2 separate regions of the Triticum aestivum genome follow, and region 2 is linked to region 1. Evidence: chromatin contacts called from public Hi-C data. All regions are on one chromosome and are shown on one strand. The core of a region is the stretch at or near the end of the contact, and the rest is flanking DNA. Distances in the headings are between cores, read along the strand shown. Region 1 holds the start of LOC123150743 (aspartic proteinase nepenthesin-1). Region 2 holds the start of LOC123150270 (late embryogenesis abundant protein 6).

Evidence for each region. A called contact is a pair of places that touch in the nucleus more often than the background predicts.
Region 2: a contact with region 1 is called in a Hi-C map of leaf, with 2.1 times the contacts expected there. The contact joins the promoter of LOC123150270 here to the promoter of LOC123150743 in region 1. A contact is called at or near these places in 1 of 5 Hi-C or Micro-C datasets (leaf) and 1 of 1 datasets of contacts at active chromatin or transcription factors (leaf).

Annotation. Positions count from the first base shown.
Region 1 is chr7A:20,495,144-20,500,699 of IWGSC CS RefSeq v2.1, forward strand. It overlaps LOC123150743 (aspartic proteinase nepenthesin-1), which reads right to left and starts at 2,285. Exons shown (of 1, transcript XM_044570575.1): 1 at 685-2,285. The coding sequence starts at 2,255. The coding sequence ends at 846.
Region 2 is chr7A:20,761,271-20,766,826 of IWGSC CS RefSeq v2.1, forward strand. It overlaps LOC123150270 (late embryogenesis abundant protein 6), which reads left to right and starts at 1,729. Exons shown (of 1, transcript XM_044570106.1): 1 at 1,729-2,339. The coding sequence starts at 1,818. The coding sequence ends at 2,081.

The DNA of each region.
Region 1 (5,556 bases), core at 1,035-3,534:
AATTGCATCCAGGTCTCGCTGGTGCAACCCAGGAATACTATATTGGGAGTGCATATTCAATAGGTGCCTCAATATTTTTTTGGGGGTCGCTCTCTTTTTTCTCATCCATCTAATCAGCATCCAATGGCTCATGTCCTTTCCTCTTGGTCCCAACGGTGTCCTTCCTCTAGTCACTATCCAACCTTGATCCAACTCCAATCTCCTTACCATGCCGGGCGGGCCGTTTGAAACCACCAGTCTCGGCCAGCAGCACTCCCACACACGCCTTACTGCCCGCCCTCCCCTCAACTCCGCCCGCCGTCATGCTCCCGCCACCCAGACATCCCCACCGGCCAACAGATTATCCGGCGAACCCACACCCCTCAAACCATGTTAGGAGATAAACCACGAGTATGTCATGGCGTGTGAGCTAGGGTCGCATGCATGCGTGCGTGTGTGCCGGGGATGGCGCGTGAGTCCGAGGGATGCGTGCGCAGCGGAGGCTCGCTTGGACGCTACGTCCAGCAGCTACAAAATCGGCCGCATACGTTGGTTTGTTAGCGGGCTGCACGAGATAGGGATATGGATGTGCATGTAGTGGTTTGTTAGTGGATGCATGCAGGTCGCACGAGCTAGGGCTCACAGCGCCGTCCCCGTCTCTTGCGAAGTCGGCTCGGCCTTGCCATGGTCGAAGCTCGCCGCTATCACTCGCCACATGGACCCCACCTGAGATTAGCGAACACGTTCTTTACTTAGTGCTAGTACCAGAAGAATCGCCAGCAGAACACGATACATGTATTGCGGTCGCATACAATTACATGCAGGCGCACGCTCGATATGGTCTGGTCACACACTTATAGTATAACTCAGAGCTTGTCGCAGCGCGCAGGCGCAAAGACCATCTTGTCGCTCTCCAGGTCGTAGACGATGTGTGTGTTCTGCTGCTGGAAGTTGCCGATGGTTGTCTGGTCGCTCTTGCCCGCCGAAGATATCACCACGCACAGCTCCCTGCCCGCGCCGGTGCCGTCGTCGTCGTTATCCAGCACGTAGTTGTCCCGTGGAAGGTCCCAGTCTGCACCCTCCAGGTGGAGGATCAGCTTCGGCACGGCGGGCGCCTTCTTCATCGCCGGGAGGGAGAAGCACAGCCTGCCGTCGGCGTCGGTGTAGCCGTTGGCGACAGGTAGCTGTACTTGCGCCACGAACGCTTCACGGAGGCTCTGGAACACGGCCTGTGGGAAGGTCGTGATGGCCGTGCCGGAGTCGATGATCGTCCCGCCGGAGCCATCGCCCTTGAGCGCGAACGCCGACGCGTTGAACGGCAGCCGCGTCTTGCCGACGGTGACTCCTCTGAGGGAAAGGTAGTAGAATGGCGAGCTACCCACAGGCGCACCCGCAGGGCCTGGGGCGAACGGGGTGGACTGAATGGGCCCCGTGGCATGAGCTTCAAGGTTGTCCGGCCTGCCGCCCAGGAACACCGGGCTGGTCCTCGACTCTATGATGGCCGTGAAGCAGTAGGAGAACCTGCCGACCTTGAGCTGCGACGGCAGCGACAACGGGCCGCGCCCGAAGCCGGCGATGCCGGACTCGTTCGACTTGAAGAGGCCGACGTTGAGCATGCCGCAGCCAAACCGGAGGTTGGGCACGGCCACGGCGGCGTGCTTCTTGCCCCCGAGAGCATTGAATGTGAAAGTGTCCTCGACGACCTTGCCAGTGGTGACCGAATTGTCGCCGTAGCCGTAGGCGTATAAGCAGGACCTGTCTCTGGCGGCGCACCCGGAGACCGGGAGGTACACGGCGTGACCGCAGAGAGGGTCGGAGCACGGGACGCGGCGAAAGGTGCTGGAGGCGGAGGCGCGGAGGACCGGGAACGGCTGGTCGAAGCAGGCCGCGCAAGCGCACTGCGTCCAGACGAGGTCGCTGCCGGTGTCTAGCGTCAGCGCCACGCGCTGCGGGCGCGGCGTGCCGACGCCCAAGTGGACGAGGTACTCGGAAAAACCCACGTCCAAGCCGCCCCGGGCTACTGGCACGGTCACCGCCGGGGCGCTGCCCGACGAGCGTAGGGTCGCCATGCGGACCTTGGACCGGGCGGCCATCCGGCTGAGGAGCTCGTGCTTGGTGAAGCCGCGGCCGCTGTCCACGTGTGTAAGATCGGCGCGCATGGCCACCGGCTCCGCGACAGACGAAGCGAACAAGAACGTCAGGAAGAGAAGAACGCAGGGAAAAGGCGGCGACACTGGCCAGTCTTTCATGGTGGAGTTGCAGACGCTATACTGCATTGCCGTTGAGCTCACACACAACAAAGAATTTATCGTGTTCGGTTGCCATGACACAACAAAGAAGCACGCTAGCTCACACACGAGCATCGCTCGTATGCATGACACCTAGCGTGAATCGCTCCACATCTTGCCGTCGGTGTCGCGTATGCTTCCAGCACCACACTGAACCAGCGGCCACCGCTACGACCTGCTCTAGATATGCTTGGATGCATGCCTCACATCTCACAAGAGTCCAGCCAACAGCGTGAGCAAAAGGTGTACGCATGTAACCTTGGGCATAATGCTAAAAAAAAACACTAGCATAATGCCCCGGCGATGGTGCCTCTGGATGGGGTACATGCTGCTTTGGGCTCAATTTACCGGGTTGTTTCGTACCAATGGAGCTCGAGCTCAACATATAACACTTGCCAATTCTCGCAGAGTACCAAACAGAGGATCTTATATATATTGATGTTTAATTGGCTTATACACGTGGCCGCTGTCCACGTGTGTAAGATCGGCGAGCATGGCCATCATCTAAAAAGCGACCGGCCACCAACTAACAAAAATGGACGGCCGGACTCACATGTGTGTCTTTTTTGTCAGCTAGTGGATATTATTTTTAGGAAAAGCCTTGTTTTAAACCAGATGATTCCCCCCACCGATCCGCCGCCTTCGCGGGCAGCCACGTGTCCACATGGGGACTGCTGCTGTTTCCGTCGGGCACGCGCTGGTGCTATATTTTAGCTAGGGAAAGCGTTTAAAATTGCCCGACTGATTTCTGGCTGATGCAAACTGCCTCGCGAGCCATCCGATCAGAGCTGATCGTGCGGCGCTGCGCGTCCTTCTGGACCACGCACCCAGCGACTACCTTATCTTCACGCACAGCAACGAGACCCACTTGTTCTTCCACTTCCACCACTCACGCGATCCCGATTTTTCCTCTTTCTTTCTCCTCTTTGACCTTTCGCCATGGCCCTTGCCGGAGCTTCCGCACGCGGCGTGCAGCACTCCCGCGGTGAACCTGCAGCATCCCAGTAGCCGTCGACCCGCCGCACCCATGTCGTCTCCTAGCATCTGTGGCGCTTGTTGTTGTGCTCAGTGTTGCCGAGCGCCATCGGCACCGTCGGCCGCTGCTGCGACGCTGCATCTCAGCGCGCCGCCGTGCTGCGTAACAACTTCTGCCGCCGTTGCCGCGTGCTGCATCGCAGAACCCCGTCGGCGTCGTGCCCGCTACAGTGAAGCTTCACCAGCAGCCATCGGGGTGCTGCGGTGGAGCTTTGATGGGGCAGCCGCGCGATGCTGACGTTGCAGTGAAGCTTGGCGACGGCCGTCGGTGTGCTGCCACGGAGCATCGCCGTGACGGTGTTGGCGCTGCAGCGAAACATCGACGAGGTTGCAGTGAAGCACCGCAGGGGTCTTTGGAGCTCCGGCGAGGTTGCAATGAAGCGTCGCCGAAGCTGCAGTGAAGCACCGCGAGCTCCGGCGAGGTTACAATGAAGCGCCGCGAGGTTCGTTGGAGCTCCGGCGAGGTTACAATGAAGCGACGTCGAGCACCGCAGAAGCTGTAGTGAAGCGCCGCGAGCTCCGGCGAGGTTACAGTGAAGCGCTGCAGGGGTCGTTGGAGCTCTGGCGAGGTTACAATGAAGCCTCGTTGAGCGCCACTGAAGCTGCATTGAAGCGCCGCGAGTTCCGGCGAGGTTGCAGTGAAGCGCTGTGGGGGTCGTTGGAGCTCCAGCGAGGTTGCAATGAAGCGCAGCCGAACATCGTCGGAGCTGCAGTGAAGCACCATGGGGGTTGTTGGAGCTCCGGTAAGGTTGCCATGAAGCGCCGCCGGGCACCCGTCGGGGCTGCGAGCTGCTGTCATGAGTGCTGGCATGCTGCTGCGTGGTGCTATACATGGGAGCTGGCTGATTTGTACGGCTGTAGAGCGTTTGATCGGAGGGCTGTGGAGGCGGCTTAATTTTGACTAAAATCATCCGGATGATTTGTAGTAGGCTCCTTTAGCTAGCCCTTGTGGCTACACAGCTACTAGCTGATACTAGTATGCCCTTGAAAAAACTGATACTAGTACTAATCCTAGCGCAAGTGCATACATGCATGGCTGCATGCGGCCGCAACGAGACGCCCAGGTCCAGGAAGATGCTCTGCTGCTCTCTCTCATCTGCCGTCCACTGCCATCGTTTTTTTTTCGTTTTCTTTTAAAGAGTTGATTACATTCAAGTTAAAAAAAAAGTTGACTACATTCTCTTGGGATGATTCTAAGTGTTTGATGCAACTATGATCCATGCTGCAAAGTGTTTTTTCATGTGATATAAGTGTTTGGCTCGCCATGTTACATCAACCTAATATATTTTACTTTTTCTCCGACCAAATATATATTTGTTGCATCGGAAAGTTGGTAGCGCGGACGCTACAAAGGATGGTTGGCGCTACCGCATACACACGTCGTTATAAGACCGGTTGGCTGTAAAGCCTGGCGCGTGGTGCTGCGAGGCCCGGTCGGTGCTACTATAACCTAGACACGCAATGCTGCAACTCATGCAACTGATTTTTTTTGGCGGGCGCTATGCGTCAACTGGCTGACACGTGGCTCACGCCATTTAGCGGCGATCACCATTTACAACATGACTCATGTTGCACTCATCATTTGCAACATGACCCATGTCGCGCTCGGGAGGTTTGCAACAAGGTGAGCGTTGCAAACATTCATCGCGACACAACATCGACAATGTTGCGGCCGTCACAACATGCCCCATGTTGTAGTCGAAAATCTCCCAAGTTCTAGTCATCCCGCATAACATCGCCCAAGTTGCAATCGCAACATTGCGATCGCCACAACATGCGACATCTGCCAAGTTGCAACCGTCACCATACAACATCATCCATGTTGCGGTCGCAACATCGCCTACATTGTGGCCTTCGTAGCATGTCCCATGTTGCAGTCGCAACATCTCCCAAGTTGCACCCGTTGCTGCACAACATCGCGTGCGTTGCACCCCCAACACATCATTGACCTCATTGCTGCGAGGTGGTGTTGTGAATCAGGGCGGACTCATATTTCATAGCAGCGTTGGGGCGCCCTTGCATGAGCATGTCGTCCTTCAGCTGTCATCTTAGAGCATCATCTGCCACCCCAGCGACGCCTTGTAGCAACTGGTGCCCCCTCGTAGCACCAAATGAAGCTACAAGACCAGTCATGTTGTGGTTGAACGCTTGAATGTTTCAAACTGGTCTTTTGACACGCAAGGTCAGTCGCCTGGCGGTGATGTTTCTGTTGCCGCAAAGCCAACCGTGACGTTACAGAACTTATTGCCGCTCC
Region 2 (5,556 bases), core at 479-2,978, 270 kb after region 1:
GCGACTCGGGGGCGACTAGTGTTCCGCCGCCGCCGCCGCCCCCCTCCACCCCCTTCCTCCCCCTCGCCGCTACCAGAGACGACCGCCGGGAAGCCCGCGCGGACGCCGGTGAAGGTGGCGGCGGGGATCTCGGCGCTCCTCCCCCTCTTGGAGGCCTGTGGTTCCTGGGGCGGCGACCCTTGCCGGAGAGGCGACGTCGTCGGGCGGTGGGCGGTGTTCGCAGGGGGTGCTGGCCAGCGTGCCCGGCCCCGCGGGCGGCGGGTGGCTGGTGGAATCCGGCCGCGGCGTGAACTGCTTCGTCAGATCTGGAGGTGCGAAATCCCTATTCCCTGCTGCCACTCTCTCGCCTCCGGTGTGGGCTAGCGTTTTCTGGCTCCGGCGTTGGTGCGGGTTGGTGGTCAGCTAGGGAACCGGGGGAAACCTTGGCCGGTCCGGCCGGCCCGGCGGCGGCAACGCCCAAGGGCGCTACTTTCCTCCATGGGGGCACAGCCGAGGTCCCCGGCTCTCCACCCCGACCTCCCCTGCCCGGGTGAAAACCTTTATCCTCGGCGGATTTGGCGGCGGCGGCGCCTTGCGCGTCGTGACCTTGCTGGAGGCGTCATCAAGGGTGCGGGGCGCGGTCGGGAGGTTATGCAGGTGAGGGATTGCGCTACCTCCTCTGCGTCATCCGATTCCTGAAGCTTGTCTCCAACTAGTTGGGCATGGACTGTGGCGGAGCTGCCGGCGAGGTATATCCCAAATCGATGTGGTCATCCCATGTCCACCTTGCGATGCGAGGGCGACATTCTTCCAGCTCTAGGGTGAGCTTCTCGAAATCCCGACGGTGCGGCGCCTACGAGCCATGGCGAGGGGAAAGGGTCCCTCTTCGGTGATTGAGAGGGAAGATGTTGGTCCCTTTCTTCTCTAGGTGTTCCTGGAGCACGGTCCATCCTCGAAGGTCGGCTATGTCCTGATGCGCTGCTCCGTTTCTGCTACATATGATCCTAGTGTGGAGTGCTCGGTCTTTACTAGCTGTAATTCATTTGTGGCTTGTGGAGGTTGTAGTGAGTAGGCTTTCCAGTGTTTCCCGTTGTATCGTTCTGACCGTTGTTAGTTGGGTTGTCTGCTGTAACTCCTGGCCGGTTGATGGCTTTGTTAATTCAAAGCCGGGCTCTTCACGATCCTTCGTTCTAAAAAGTTTTTTCAGGGGTGGGCTTCAGATTGTAATTGTGCACATGCGTGTATGCTCGGTCAAAAATATGTGTCTTAGTGAAGTACAGTATTTTTTTCAAGGACGTTGAGAAAAGTAGTACGTTCTCCCACGATTATCGACGTTCGTACAGGCACTTGATGTAGTGAATTTATTCGGAAACTCAGTGACTCGAGTCCTCCGAGAACGATGTGCGAGTATATGTGAAGTGCATTCATGTGTCCGTATAGAAGGAAAAACACGCATATTAAAACCAAGATGTTTCTAAAAGAACGTGACAAAAATAATACACCGAGTGTGGGAAATCCTACTTTTTCCCTTTTGCAGGTGGTCGACATGAGATGCACCGTGTGGCCATGTGCCCATGTCGATCTCTATACATGCAGCGATGGCGATATGGCCCAACCGCACATGGCCACCAGCATACATCCGTCCGGCCGACATCACGTCCCCATCGGCCGACCTCCATCCACCCACGCGTCACGCAACGATTCGTCCAACTCAGCACCGCTCCGCCTACATAATCCCCACTCGAGCTCAGCACCCGGGGATAAGAAGGGAAGCACGAAGCAACAAGAAGACGACGAAGAAGAAGCAGCAGCCAACCAAATCAAGATACTTCACCAAGATGGAGCACGCCAAGGAGAAGATGAAGGACGGCGCGAGCGCGGCCAAGGCGAAGTCGACCATCACGAAGGCCAAGGTGGCGGAGAAGGCGGAGGCGGCCACGGCGAGGTCGCACGACGAGCGGGAGCTGGCGCACGAGCGCGGCGCCGCCAAGGTGGCCGCCGCCGAGGCGCAGCTGCACCAGGACAAGGCCGCGCACCGCGAGGACGCCATGTCGCACCACATCCACAAGCACGGCGGCCACAAGCACGGCCATAGCCACTGATTTGATGCGCGGGCTGACAGGCGGTGCCGTCGGTGGCCATTGATATACACGCGGCGCTTGCCTGCACGTGCGTATGTCGTGTGTGATCTGACTTGCCAGTCATGCATCCATGAGATGTGATTTTCCCTGTTCTTTTCACTGCCGTGCGTGCTACGTGCGCGTGACGTTCGTGTTTGTGTTGTGTCAGATTTCGCACGTACGTACGTCGGGCTTAATTATCTCGGAGATTATAAGACAAGAGCTAGCTGCTTGCTCGGATGCATGTGTGTTTCCTTTCCTCTGTTTATGTGCGTGTCCTAACCCCCTCAATTCAGAGGGACAAAATTCTGAAAATCAGAAATAAGAGACTTTTGTTCTTGATCTATAAAAGCATCTACGGTCGGAGGCCCCATATCCGCCCCAAACGTCCAGCGGCATTCCCGGTTATTGCCCAGATAGAAAACGACACCCAACCGGACTAGACAAATTCAGTCCAAACGTTTAGCCTAACCGACAACCTCATACGCAGCCCATATCTGGAATGGATATGCAGCGGATTTGACGCACCCAATCGCCGCCTCCATGTCGGATAGGCCCATCCATGACGTCCTCACCTTTGTCCCCACATATACTCCACCCGTACGGCAAACCCTCACTCTCTTGACCTCTACGCTGTACTACCCATCTTCTCGCTCTCTCCTCTCCCCTCCACAATGGTCGGCGATGGATTCGGCAACGAGTCCGACGTGATCGACTGGGCAACGCTCGCCAGGGAGGACTCAAGCTCATCTGTGTTGTACGATGAGGAGCTCACGCTTGGCATTGCCCTCTGCCACTCGTGGATGGATAGGGGCGGGAGCTCCTCGACGGCGTTGTCAGTGGCCCAGAGAGGCAGTCGTAGCTCTACGCTGGGCCGCAGCTGCATGACGTGGTCCGCGCTTGATTAGACGGCAGGGTGACCACAGGCGCCAGGTACCGCCAGCCCCTTCTCCTTGACGGTGGCGCTGGGTGCTCATTCCCACGACAGCAGTTGCCATGGTCCAAGGCGCGCACCAATCGCCGTGCAAGGCGAAGGGCGGCATAGGCCGCCTCGAGCCGCTCCGGTTATGGATCCTGCAGATCCGAGCCGGAGCCGCTTCTATGGGCCAGCGACGACGACGCCATCCGCCACTTGCATGCCTTACCAGAGACGGACGCCCGTCATCGGTGCCGGGAAAATGAGGCGGCACGCCGCATCGGGTTCAAGGAGTCGAAGTGGTTGGCGAGGCAGAAGGTGGCGGACGCGAAGGAACCCACCCCGGCTCGCGAGGGAGCAGACCCGCGGCACCCGCTGCATGGCCAGGATCGTCTCGTCTTCCCCTCAGACACGGGCACCACCGATGCCGACGACGATGCCTACGACAAGGACAACTAGAACTGAAAGGCGCGCGTTGCTGCGCCCGTCCATTTAAATGAGAAAATAACATTAGTTAAAATAAAATGAACAGAAGCATGGGCAATTTGTATTTAAATGAGAAAATAACATTAGTTAAAGAACTTGAACAGAAGCATGGGACAATTAAACATACAAAAAAATGACACTCCAGGTACATGATACATAAACCACAACATGTAAAGTATATAAGTTGGATGGTTGGACAATGAAGTCGATAAAACTATGTGGTTCCTTAATCATAGCTAGAAAATATGGTATTTAGGTTAACATGATAAGGACAAAAATATCAAATGCCGAGGTTTTCCTGCCTACGGGCCTTCAGCAATTGCAGGGCTGACAGGCGGTGGTGATGGAAGCTGAGGCAGCGGGAAGCACATCACAGATGGGAGAGAATAAGCAAAGCAGAGGAGAAGCTACGACTACATGAAAACTAAATTTAGCTGAGTATAAAAATACACGGCGAAGCCCAATTTAACCTCGACAAACAATACACCAAGGGTTACACTCAGCTTAGAGTACCCGGTGAAGCCCAATTTAACCTCGACAAACAATACAGCAAGTGTTACACTCGGCTTAGAGTACCCGGCGAAGCCCAATTTAACATCAACGAACAATACACCAAGTGTTACACTCTGCTTAGAGTACCCGGCGATATTTCGGACGGCTTATGTTAATGTTTGGCGACACGCCGACACCTATGGATAAAATGAGAATATGGGTAAAGCATTTCCTAAGGCAAAATACAATGTAACTCACCAGAGCTGAGGCGAGGAAACTGTTCTAGTTTCAGGACAATCAGCACACAGATCATTAACTACTTTCGCATCAAGGTAACAAGAAAAATCTGTGCATCACACTGTCCAAAATCGTGAGTTCTGTACAATCAGGCGATCAAGCTTTTGTGAATTTTGTACTGAAGCATGGCAATGTCAACATGGGCGTAGCAATTGGGAACCTGCACTCTTAAGCAGTGTATTTGAAAAGAAAAACTTACTTGATTTTCGTTGATGAGACTGGATGTCTCCATTCTTCATCACCAACACCAAATTAATTATGCTTCTGAAATGTAAGGACACTGAAATGTGTCGGACACTGGAAATGCAGCAATAAAATTAGTATAACTCAAGAAGTCAAGAATCCACTACCGATCATGTTACTGGCTAGTAAGTTTGCATAGGTATACGGTATATCTTGCAGAGCAAGCTCTGTGAATTGGGAGGGATTATATCACAACTTGAACCAGGCTGGTTCTTGGACCCCACAAAATTCATGAAGCTGTGCAAACTGGAGGAAACCCACGACAAAGATGAGCAGTTCAGCCATGGCTTGCTGCTGATTGAGAGAGTGGATTTTCAGCTCCCGGGTGCCTAGACACCCCCTTATCTCAACCATTCATTCAGATATGGTGTCTCGAGATTTGTGCGTCACACTGTAGCTAGTAGAAGCATTAGCACAACTGTTGCTTCATTAAGCGTATGCATAAGGACAAAAAAACAAACAAGCTGGGCCTAGTCTAGCGCTGCTTTTCGTGGACTGGTTCCACCTAGAAAACAAAACATGGCAGATGAGACCATGGCCTGCTAGAATATGAAACAACGACGGGACGTGTCGCCATCAAATCCCTCGGCCATCCAGTATTTTGCCCATCAAAAAAAAGTATTTTGCCCCAAATCCTTCCACCCTCTCTGTTCCCCATCCGGGTAAAAAATTGCAACGATGGGCACGGGATAAAAAATCCAGTCCTGTGTATACGGGTAAAGTGATAACTTTTGGCTACTCGGGTGAAATAATACGACGAGCTTTGACTCATCTAGTGGCTGAACAGTGACCTAGCTAGAAGATGGGGCTATGCGTTCTTCTGACAAAGCTAAATGAGCAAGCTGAAAGGAGATGGAGCAAGCTGAACAACAGGTGGCAAATGGGAATCTCTTGTGATATGAATGGGCGCATCCATCAGCTTGGTGTACTCAAGGGAATCTCATGTGAGGCCGTCTCTTTGTGCTGTCACTTCAACGAGCACCGTGTGGGCTGCAAGACGTCCTGCCAGCCTTGTCTCACCTC